Regions from separate parts of the Triticum aestivum genome. Here region 1 is linked to region 2. A link is a contact called in public Hi-C data. All regions are on one chromosome and are shown on one strand. Each heading gives the region's core, a stretch centred on a gene start, on an enhancer-like site or on the middle of the called end of the contact. The rest is flanking DNA. Distances are from core to core; before and after follow the strand shown. Region 1 holds the start of LOC123092677 (splicing factor 3A subunit 2). Region 2 holds the start of LOC123092673 (probable BOI-related E3 ubiquitin-protein ligase 3).

Region 1 (5,998 bases), core at 2,091-4,590, 320 kb before region 2:
ACAAACAGATAAAATGCTTTGCTTGAAAGCGCACTTAAATAATTTAATCTGCTTACAGTACAGTAAAATTTCAGACAACAATGTAGCGCATATGTCAAACATACTGGTTTGGATAAAGCAAGTGTTCAAAATTTGTAGCCTGATCTCTCTTGCCCGCACTAAGATCACCTACTGCTGAGGTCCAGGGTAGCCTTGCATCGGAGGGCGTGGCGGAGGTGCTCCAGGAGTAAAGTTAGCCATTGGACCACCAGAAGGAGGTGGAGGTGGTATTGAACGCGGAGGACCATTTGCAAGCGGAGGTGGAGGGGGTGGAGGTTGAAGACCGCTCATTGGTGGTGGCGGGATCCTAGGGGGCATTCCCATAGGTGCATTCGGTGGAGGTGGCGGCAGAGCCTGTGGCTGGGATGGTGGCCTTGGTGGAGCACCAGGAGGGCCTCCTGTCCCATTTGGGACAGTACCAGGAGCTGCTGGTTGTCTGTTAATTTCCGGTGGTCTTGGCTTGAAGTATAGTTGTAGCTGTTGTAAAAAAAATGTGAAAGTTTGTGAAACAATATTGTTTTTAAAGGCAGCTAAATGAAACGGCAAAAACCTGCATAGAAAAACTCACAATGTACGACTTCTTGTCCGGATCCCAATACGAGAAAAACTTGTCTGTTGATTTGTCAATCTCTGTGCTTGGAATCTGCAAATAAGAAACAGTATAAGTACACACATACACATTGGCTAATGGGTCTGATGCAGCAGAGCTTTGCAAGAGATACACCTTAAAGCCAATGACCTCGTAGGGCTCCGCTGCAAAAAGCAGATATTGGTACCTCTTATCCCAAGATTGGATTTTCTGTAAAACAATAGTAGTACATTAGCAAATGGAAGATTATTAACAGTAAAGCAACATATATCAGACTGATGATGCTCACAGATTAGCCCAGGGCCCATTAATACCTGTTCATATGATGCCATGAAACGGTGCCTTGGCTTGCTATTATCTTCGATTTCAGGATACTCGATCTGAAAACAGAATGCCAAAATTTGTCACTCCACTACCCCAGTGTACATGGTTATTTAAATGCTCATAACAAGAGAAATCGATAAGAGAAACTGGCTGATTATGTCGCTATTTGTCACTATTCTGAATGTGTTAACTCTTCAGTAAGGCTGCTTTATCAAAAGATAAACTTCTACTCCCTCCGTTCTTAAATATAACTCTTTTTAGAGATACGAACTACATGCAGATGTATATGGACATATTTTAGAATGTATGATTCACTCATTTTGCTCCGTATGTAGTCCGCATTGGAATCTCTAAAAAGACTTATATTTAGGAATGGAGGGGAGTAGATAGCATTGTAAAATTGGTTTGCCAACGGGAGGCAAGTAAAACTGTAGAAACATACTAGTATATGAATAAACTAAAAGTTGGAAACGAACCTAACTTAACTGGTATCACTATAAGATCCTTGCCATTTGTAATTCAGATGCCTACATGACATGACAAATGACATGGAATGAAAAATGACAAAACAGTGTCTCTAGATACAGGAAGATGGTAAACCAACTTATTTGATCATGTACAAATCCTCTATTGACCAACTCTGAGAACAAGATGTACAAGCACGATAAATACTAACCTCAAAGAGAAATGAGTGTTGCTTCGTGTCAGGATCATACTGTTTAGTTACTGTATATCCAGGTCTGCCAATCTTAACTGCAAAGCAAAGAAACATAGTTATAACTTGTGAGGATAGTTGCCAAGATAACACAATTAGGTGCGGAAAACAAAATAGCATAGCTGTACTACCAAATTGAAACAGAATACAAGGGTCTAAATAGCTAATAAAAAACAACGCCTTGATGTTTGAACATTTCGGGAATCAGTAGAACAAAATTAAGCCTAGCTTCCAATAGATTTGTCTCCGCTGTGAAAAACTTCTTTTGGAAACTGCTGTACCACAGAAAGTTATCAGAAGCATCCAGAGTTCCGAGCATGAATGCTTATGGCACATGACCATTAGTTAAGCAACACCAAACAGCATATCACTAATATTTAAGCCCACAGTGGCTTTTCAAGGCTGTTTTAGGTGTGTAATCTTTATCTAGATTTGAAGACAACAAAGCAACCCAAGATCAACTTTATAGACTTGGCTCCCTTTAACTAATCAAGGGATATTTATTATCGGAACAGGGTATTTACTTTTCATTGCTGCCTTATTGATGTATCAATAGTTAAAGACACGCCTAAACCGTGGATAAAAATGAAGATTACTACTGTGAAGTTAATGTTCACATTCTGTTATCCAACAAAACACTCTAATTAGGCCGTCCCACTCTCATACCTAAAATTATCAGAGCACAAAGCAAGGTACAAGATTGTTAGTTGACAGGGCAAATTTGACACATCCATCCTGCAACAGTCCTCAACCATTGTGCTTGCAACACTGAATACCCAAATAAACGTTATAAACTCACATCGAGATGAAACTTGAAATACCACCAAGATCTTCAAAGAGATCTGATATATCATTGCCTCGCTCAAAACGTCAAATTCGTTCATTACAGAAGTAAAGAGATCCAAGGTTATATGCAACTCGGTATGGCTCACACCAAGTACTCTGAACAAACCTAGCGCAATGACATTACTGAAATCGATAAAGAAAAAACATAGACCAGGCATCTGCAGAACTAAAATAGCAGGCCCTACATAGTTGAACAATGCGAAGTCATGTCAGCTTAGGAGAACCTTAATTCTACCAGTAAACTACTCGGGTAAATTAAAAACACAGGGAGGTAATTCTTTACGCACCAGACTTGCGGGGCGCGAGCTTGCGCTTGTTTGGCTGGGGCTGCGCGGGCGCGTCCTTGGCCTCGCGGGCGGCACGCTTGGCGAGGTTGGTCTGGTGCCGCTTCCCCTGCGTGTGCGCGAGGTAGTTCCCCTCGTTGTTGTGGAGCGTCAGGCAGAGCTTGCACTCATAGCTTGACACACGAAAAAACGAGCGGAATCAGCAGGCAGAGCTATGCGAATCGAGAAGACGAAGAATCTAGGGTTTTGCGGCGGGGGGATTACCTGCCGAGATGGTTTCGCATGAAGTACGGGTCCTTGGCGAGGTCGATGGTCTCGAGCGCGAGGCGGCGCAGGCGCTCCCGCCGGTCAATGGCCTCATTCTGGGCGGTGGCGGCGCCGCCGCTGCCGGGCTTGGAGCCCCACTCGCGGTCCATGGCGTCTGCTCGGTTCGGCCGCCTCTCGAGGGTCGAATCGCCAGACCTCCGGCTTCTGTTCGATAGTGTTTGTTGCGGCTCTGGTCGGTTTTGGAAGGTCCTTCAACCGACCCAAGCCCAACTTACGACCCGCACGGCCGCACACAAAATGTCACGGCATCTTACCTTTTTTTTAGGGACACGGCATCTTTTTTTTTTTGAAATTACACGGCATCTTACCTGGATGGGCTTTACCTGGGCTTTTGTCTGTCTGTAAAAGAAACAAATCCAAACAACACGATTATAATATTTTTTTGACGTATATCCGGTGCACCTGAAATTTATGTGCGACGCCCGATGTTCAAAATCTTTACCACCTAATCTCTACCTCTCTATCTCTACCTATCTCTACCTCTCTACCTAATAATAATAAAGCACGGTGGGTTTTCATTGTCCGTCACCCTTATTTGCAAAAAAGTTCCTGCGGTTTATTGAAATCAACCCGCAGTCCATCATTAAGTCATACCGAACCGTTTTTTTAGTTTTCTCAGAAATCCCCCTGAGCTTTTAGGTAATCAACCCGCCGTACATATTTAAGTCATACGAATCATTTTTTTCTGTTTTAACAGAAAACCCCCTAACCTTTCGGTTAAACAATCCGTAGTTTATCTAAAACAAAATTATCCATATCTTTTAAATCGTAACTTCGATTTTAACATATTATATACGAAATTTGATTAGAAAAATGTGTAGAATCCAAATATGTTGTTACTTTTAGCTGTTAAATATTTCTAAACTATTAATTTGAATGCAAACTTAATCTATAGTGCACGGTCCGGTTTTTTTCTGCACTGGCGGCATTCCAAATTGCAAATAAACACACATTAAAATCAGATTGAGAGGAAAAAAACATTGATAACCACGCATGCACAACTCTGAAAAACCTCGTAGGGAAAAACAACATTTTTCTCATCTTATTCTCAGTGATTGTGTGCGTGCGAACACGCGCGCGTGTGTGTGTTTGTGTGTGTGTGTGAGAGAGAGAGAGAGAGAGAAAGAGACGCCTTAGGACTGACCACATTCAAATGTGTTTTCGTTGTGTGAGCATTAGACCACCGCCGGGAACACAAATATGATGCCATTTTAAAATAAAGAGCGTCTACGTATCAAGGTCTCAAGTCGTGGTTATTGGGTTAAGAGTGTGTGTGTTTTTCTATCCCGTTGCAACGCACGGACTCTTTTGCTAGTAATAATAAAGTAAATTAGGTTTATTTCGTCCGTCATGACATTTTTCAGAAAAATCCCTCCATTTCAGTGAATTTACCCAACGGTCCTGTTTTAGTTAAAACGAAACGTTTTTTTTTCATATTTTACACAAAAGCTCCTATGTTTTGTTGAAATCAACTCGCAATCCAGATTTAAGTGGCACCCGAACCCTTATTTTACATTTTTTGAAAACCACCCTGATGTTTTAGGTAATTCATCTGCGATTCATATTTAAGTCAAATAATGTTTTTTTAAATCATCCATATCTTTTAAACCGTAACTCCGATTTGAACATGTTATATATGAAATTTGATTAGAAAAATATGTAGAATATGAATATGAGATTACTTTTACCTGTTAAGTATTTTTAAATATTGTTTTGAAATATATTTAAGTCAAACAAATGATTTTCTAAATTATCCGTATCTTTTAAACCGTAACTTCGATTTTAACATATTATATATGAAATTTTATTAGAAAAATGTGTGTAATATAAATATGATGTTAATTTACCTGTTAAATATTTTTAAAATATTATTTTAGGAGCAAACTTAGAATTTATAGCATAAGATCCGTTTTCCTTTCATACCGGCGGTGATCCGGATTGCAAATAAACACCCCACTATAATAATATAAGGAAAAGAAAACATCGATACTACACATGCATACCTATGAAAAATGTCGTAGGGGAAAACAACAGATTTCTCATCGCGAGAGTGAGAGAAAGCGGGAGAGAGAGAGAGGGAGGGAGAGGGAGGAGAAAGAGGGAGAGAGAGACGCCTTAACCATATTCAAACACATTTTTGTTTTGTTTTGTGTGAACACCGAGGCAATCACCCGCGAGGGTGAGAAGGAGGATAAGCGGCAACACAAATATGATGCCTCGCAAAAATAAAGGAGATGGGCCTATTGTGTTCTTGAGTGATGGTTGTTGGGTTAAGAGCGTGTGTTATGATTTCTCTCCCGTTACAACGCATGGGCTCTTTTTGCTAGTTTATGATAAAATGTCTCTGTCTTTTTGGAAATAAAATATGTACATGTTATATACTCCCTCCGTTCCTAAATATTTGTCTTTCTAGACATTTCCATAAGTGACTACATACGGGGCAAAATGAGTGAATTTATACTCTAAAATATGTCTATATACATCCGTATGTGGTAGTCCATTTGAAATCTCTAGAAAAACAAATATTTAGGAACGGGGGGAGTATCTACTATGCCATAAATTTTAAGTTATAAATTCAACTCATGGCTTAAAAAATAAAGACAAGTTAAGCTATGAATAGTGGTTAATTTAAATTGGCTATGAATTGAGCCATTACCATTGCCACTTTTTTAGTGTAACATTGCCACTATTGAATTTGTTTTTTATGTCTCTCAAGCTCTGAGTTGAGTATGCAATTGATACTTTATTGAATGTTAGATGCATGCTGTGTGTGTGTTATACTGAATAATTTCATATATTTTTTTACAACTTATAACATGAGTTTTTATGCTGGGTGCATTGAATGCACAAGAACTCTATCTTTTTTTAGAGGGG
Region 2 (6,341 bases), core at 2,147-4,646:
ACCTAAACAAACTCTAAATATTAGATGCAACCCACAAAATAACGGGGGTCAATGTGTGCCAGTGAGACCAACAAGAAGGCCCGAAAAAAACTTTTGCCTTGCATAGTATTTCCATTAACCCTTTCAAGTAGTCGAGTTGAAAGCTGGGAAATTAAGAGCGAAGGTTTTATCTTGTCCTGACCTAGAAAACCCCTGTGAAACATGACTTTTGCAAAACATATACAAATATAATAGATGGCTACGGAACCATTAGAAATGTTTATTTTTGAATTCAAAACAGAAAAACTTAGTCTCGATGGGTTGAATTAGTTACAATTTCTTTACGTTCTAATCCATAGAAATATTTCTTGTGGAGACCCTGTAGAGTATTCATGATTTCTTTTCTACATCTCAGTTTCAAATGATTCAACAATCAGAGGAAAGAATTATTGCATGGATTGTGCCTCGTTTTAATTTTTGATGAGTTAGTTTCACTTCAGGTTTGATATTTTGTCACTATTGCACTTTGGACTAGTGGGATCAATAGTCACTACAATGCTTTGCTACGGGAAATTAGTAGACTGTTCTACTAAGTTTATTGTGCAATATTTATATAAAAAATGCACTTTTAAATATAGAGTTGCAAAGTTTAAACGTTTCCACTTTTAAATATAGAGTTGCAAAGTTTAAACGTTTCCCTAAAAAAATATAAATTTTAAATGTTGTTGAAGTCCATAACAAATTAAAAATGTTAAATTTTGGTAAAGTATTTTTCTCACATAGTTAAGGCAATTTCAATGGTCGCATCAGTCGAGAAGTTATAAACTGGATTTGGTAATGTGTTAATCTAATAATTACTGTGCTTTTTTCAGAGAGTGGATCTTTTGCTCTCAGGCTCCATGGAGCCCAAAATTTCGAAACATTCAAAAATCGGCCTTTTAATTTTCAAAAAAAGAATCTGAAAACAAATACACAAGTACTTATAGATGTATACAAGATTTGTTCAAAATTTATAGCAAAATACATTTTATGTGGCTTGTACAAAAAAAACTAGAATCGTGTAATGTCATAGTGAATAGTACATGTACTAAAAATACGTGATTTTGTCATTTTTGTGCAGCTCACATTAAAAGGTCTTTTGTCATGAAACTTCGCAGAGAAGTAGTATACATGCATATGTATATGCGTATTTTTTTCAGCATTTTTAGAAAACTTACAATTTTAAATTTTGAACTTTTCAAATAAAGGGCTCCATGGAGCTCGAGCTCCATTAGACATTTGCGTTTTCTTCATTCTTTTCTAGTATGTGTTTCTACAAGAGAGATCATTTCACCAAGAGACTGTCTTTCCACTAATAGATATTTTTGTCACTAAAGGATGCGTCTTTCCACAAAGAAACATCATTTCACTAAGGGTGAGTTATTTAACAAAAGGACACAATTGTTCGTAGGCCCCAATTGCCAAGATCTAGTGAACATCATTGATTCTCGGCATAATCCAACAATGTGTCTTTTAGTTTTTTTGCTTAGTCTTGCTTTTATGGAAGCTTTAGCAATTTATGTACTAGTTGTGGCACTAGCGCTTTTATTTGCGAACCCTTTTGTTTTATCCTAAAGATATTAAAGATATTTCTTTCGATTTCGATTAGATACTTTTTTCCTTTTTAGTAAATTGGTATTTGTTGAAGTGGTTTAATGTCGATGTTGCACTAAGAGTCAATTTTAGAGTAAATAGGGAAGGGATTTCAGTTGAATGTTGTATGTCTAAAATTTGAATGAATAGTCTGAAGCTCTCGTCATCATTTTCCTCACAATGTCGTGTTTTTCTTCTTTATTGTATATAAGAACACTGCATGAAAATTTGGATCAACATTACACATTTATATTTCGAGTTTAAAATTTATAGTAACATGCTTTTTAGCGTCTTAATGTGTATATCATGCTTCAGGATAGGACTCTATCGATCAACCTATGTTTTTTTGGTAAAGTGAGCCAAGCAAGTCTTTTTCTTTCTTCCAAAAAGGCCATATGTTAAATATTATCCCGCACAAGAACCTCCTTACAATAGTAATAAATTACATGCAAGTCCTTGCCAAATCAACACCATGTCCTTCTGCATCCATCAATGACGTACCGTGAGAAAATATCATTGTCGTCTCTAGGCCCCTGTCTCACCGGAGTAACCTTGTTCAAACCCATAAGCTTGTAGAAGCACTGGGCAGGAAGTCAGCGATGTAGACCAGAAGACGCTAGCGACCGTGAATTGGGTAGATCGTCGTTCTGGAGAAGTCGGCAAAAGGAGGGCCAGAGGATAATCTCAACTCCAACCACAACCTCACAAGTTTCCCAACAGAGCCGCATCTGGTTGAGCTTCATCGGAGCCGCTTGCCGTGAACAAGTGCTAATCACACCAAACCGAGTGCCCGATGTTCGACACCATCCTCAGACTCATCGACGCCACTCCAAGGAAGGACATCAACATGGAAAAGCGAAGGGATAATTGTTCCATCGTTGATATTGCCTAACTCCAGCCTCGAAGACTCTATGAGATACTTGGATCCGGGTTCCCCTACCGTAGTGGACAACAAAGGCCAAGGGAACCTGCGGCGATGCTAGTGGCTTGAGGGGATGCAAGTCACCTCTCTCAAGAAACCCTAGAACTTTTTTTCTTGAGATTTTATTAGTTTTCTATTTATCTATTCTAAAATGCAAAACCAATAGCAGAGCCACTCGTCCAAAGCGCACCGTTTAAAATCCAAAAGAATGAGGTTTTGGGAAATTAGGTGAAACATCCAATATTTTAAAGTATCTTTTTTAGTTTCTGGTATGATCCATGTCACCTTAATCTATTTTCTCTATTCATGTGGTTAAAGAAAATTCTTTTTTCTGTAGAGTATTGCACTAATAGCCATGAAGTGATTCGATGAAACACCTTTGGTCTACTATAGCATTTCAAATGAAAGCAAAATCATGTTTCATATATATTCTATCACGTCCTCCTCTAAAACACATGAATCAAAAAAGGTAAAATTCTGCGCCATGCTTTATTATTTCTCTTTGTGCATGTTGGGCTTTTTGTACGAAAATGCATCTGCGTCACACTTTGTTTTTCTCTTTGATTTTACTTTCATTGAATCCTGTAAATCTCGTCTTCATGAATGCAAGGCAAAAATATTTTTTTGACAATACGAAATGCAAGGCAATAACTTGTGTGGGTGTGTGTGTATATTGAGGGAGAAGAGTAGATTTAGGAACAATATGAAGGGCTTTAGAACAAAATGCATCTCAAAATCTAATGAAGCACGGGGAACGCAGAAATATCCAACTGACATGTGGGCTCCAAGGTTCATGACCCCACATGTCAACCGCACATCTACTTGAAGTAAACCCAAATCACACTATTTGCCAGCACTCAGTACAGAGCCCAATTCCGCCTTCTCTCTCCTCCCTTTCCGACGAGGCGACCTGCCCCCTTTCCCCTCTCGCGCACCTTCCTCTCTCGCCATGGCCTTCTTCTCCCACCACCACCTCCAGCAGCCCCACCCCGCGGCGCCGCCACCGCAGCAGCAGCAGCAGCAGCCGGCGCCTCTCTCCTTCAGGTGCCCCATCTCAATTCCGGCTCCGTGCCATTTCTCCGTCTGTTTTCCTGCGGTAAGAGGAGTCGCGCTAAAATCGCCTTCCTAATGCCCGTGAAATTTCGGCAGGAACGCGCTGCCGGTGCCGGTCGATGGACAGATCCCGGCGCCTCTCGCCTTCTTCAACGCGCCGCCCGCTTTCCCGGACCAGGCCGGGCAGCCACAGAGTAAGCTTTTCCCCCGCGAATCTCCCCCTTCGTCATTTGAAAATCCAATTGAATTGACGCTGATTTTCGAGGGATTGGATTTTGCTGTGTTCTATCTAGTAGTGGACGCGGCGGGGCTGACGGCTGCGGCGGGTATGGGGTGGAGGCAGCCGAGGGAGCAGGAGCTGCTGGGGGAGAACTCGCAGATGTCGTCTATCGATTTCCTGCAGACGGGCTCGGCGGTGTCGACGGGCCTGGCTCTCTCTCTGGAGGACCGGCGCCATGGCGGCGGCGGCGCTGGCGCAGGGAACTCCTCGGGCGATTCGCCGCTGCTCCTGCTGCCGATGCTGGACGACGACATCTCCCGTGAGGTCCAGCGCCTAGATGCTGATATGGACCGATTCATCAGGGCCCAGGTCACGCGCTCTCGAACCTGTTCCTTTCGGCGATTTGAGTTGTGCAATCCATTCTATGCTTTACATGCGGTCTTTTCATCAGCTGACGAAGGTTTGTAGGGGTAATTAGCGAAGCGTTCACTTTGTCAGGTCAATATAGTCTCTGCAGGTGAAGGGCACATATAGATAGTTTCTTCACTTCACTTTTCTAATGTTGGAGGTTTCTTATTTTCTTACTAAGACATGTGGCAATTCTGGATTACCGGTAGCTCTCATGAGTGAATGTTCATGGTATGCCGTTTAAATAAATCTTGTGAGTCTTAAACATAAGAAAGGTGAAATATTAATGAAGATAAAACTGGGTAAATATCATTGGTACCACCCAAATCTTGTGGTTCAATTAAACACCACCAAAATCTCAAACTCCTCTTCCATTTGCCTTTCGGTTGGCTCCGTTACACCACACTAGCAGCAATGTACTCGACCATCTGAATCCTAGTCCAACATTGGAATCCCAGATGAGATCTGAACACTCAGCTACGGTGAGTAAATGATCACTGTCCGCAGCTTGGGATCAGTCCCCAGGAACCTAACAGATACCAATACTCCGAGCAAAACAGAAGCCCTTGTCTTAATTTGCAGTTTTACCGAACTGAGCAGATGGAGCAGACCTGAATACAGGTCGGAGGAGGCAATGGGAGTCGTGCATACATGGTTCCACACAAATTAAAAAAAACGATAGGGTTTAATTGGCTGTTTTGCCACCGCCTTGCACTTTTCTGACCAAAGTGCATGCTTAAGCGCAATTAAGCGGTAGGAGTTTTGCTATCGACTAGGCACGCCTTTTTAACTAAGTTCCACGTGTGAGGTGGCATCTGCTGCTGGTGTATCTTCTGCAGGCATTGCTGGTGCTCATCATTAGAGCAACTCTAGCAGATCCTGTATAAATCGGTACTGCAAAATCGTTTTACCCTAAAATGATTTTGTGGAAACTCGAAGGTCCCGGCAGAACAGATCCGCTAAAGTTCATACTGCAAATTTAAAAACCAGATTCGCGCTACAAAGTTCCAACAAAACCGGAGTTCGTACCTAGCTAAAACATAGATGAAACTACAAATTAAACCTCAAAACGGATTTCGCGCATTGAAAGTGTCATCCCTTGCTTTGTTCTGACCGCCCTTCCTTTAAGTTTAAGTATTCGAAACTCTGGGTTGCCGGCTCAACCATCGAGGCTGAGGTAGAACTTCTCCGCCGACTTGCGGCAAGCGTGGGCGTAGGCGTGGTCTTCCTTTGCGGCGGCGCCTTCTTCTCCGACCGCTGCCGCTTGCTCCGCGGCGAGGAGCTCCGCATTCGCCTCCCGGCACCTCTTGGTGTGCGGGAAAAGAACCTCGTAGAGCTCGTTAAAGCCGGCCCACGTGCTCCGCCCACCGCTGCGGGAGAGGTGGCCCCGTTCGCGCGCCTGCTTGGAACGCCACGGCTCGACGACGGACCAGCTGGAGCTGCCGGCCTCCGCGTTGTGCCGGGCGAGCTTGCGCGGCGGTGACCCGCCACGGCCGTCACGCCCGCGAGCACCACCGGCCATGGATCCGCAAGAAAGGGAAAGAAATGTGTGGCTAATTGCTCGCCTGAGAAAAGAAAGGAGATGACGGAGGGGGCGGATTGCGGCGGAGCTTATCGAGGACGCGAACCCTAAAAAGCCCCCGACCCCGTACATATAGCGGCGGACGGGCGGATTTGCGGGCCGCCTGTAAAAATTTTATGGGCCGGTGGACTTTTAGCGGACCTGTTCGGGTTGAAAAAATGCGGGAAACTGTAAAACCGCCGGAATTATACGGGCCGGCGAGGATATAGCGGATTTGCTAGAGTTGCTCTTAACAAGAGGGAGAATGATCTATCGGACCATGCCGACCCATGCATTCACAGGCCAAGCAAACATCTGATAGACTTGGACTACAGCCTCCAGGAACTATGGATGATTCAACATGAAATTCCACTTACTTCCTCCTGCATTCTTAGCTGTTGCCTGTTGGAGGCCCAGTTTTACCTTTTCAATAACTTGGTCAGAGAGTAATTAACACAATGATGTTCTGTAGCCAGATTTGGATCCATGTAAACTTTAATGATTGCCACTAGTGTAGATTCTGCCGTTGCCTCTTAGTAACCACTTGTCTTATTTGTGTCAGTTTT

What was found. A called contact is a pair of places that touch in the nucleus more often than the background predicts.
Region 1: a contact with region 2 is called in a Hi-C map of leaf, with 4 times the contacts expected there. The contact joins the promoter of LOC123092677 here to the promoter of LOC123092673 in region 2. A contact is called at or near these places in 2 of 5 Hi-C or Micro-C datasets (both in leaf).

Annotation. Positions count from the first base shown.
Region 1 is chr4B:454,182,423-454,188,420 of IWGSC CS RefSeq v2.1, reverse strand. It overlaps LOC123092677 (splicing factor 3A subunit 2), which reads right to left and starts at 3,340. Exons shown (of 7, transcript XM_044514499.1): 1 at 3,062-3,340; 2 at 2,801-2,970; 3 at 1,629-1,705; 4 at 943-1,008; 5 at 764-838; 6 at 608-682; 7 at 8-516. The coding sequence starts at 3,213. The coding sequence ends at 169.
Region 2 is chr4B:453,863,639-453,869,979 of IWGSC CS RefSeq v2.1, reverse strand. LOC123092673 (probable BOI-related E3 ubiquitin-protein ligase 3) reads left to right here and starts at 3,396. Exons shown (of 4, transcript XM_044514494.1): 1 at 3,396-3,577; 2 at 3,683-3,780; 3 at 3,883-4,175. The coding sequence starts at 3,483.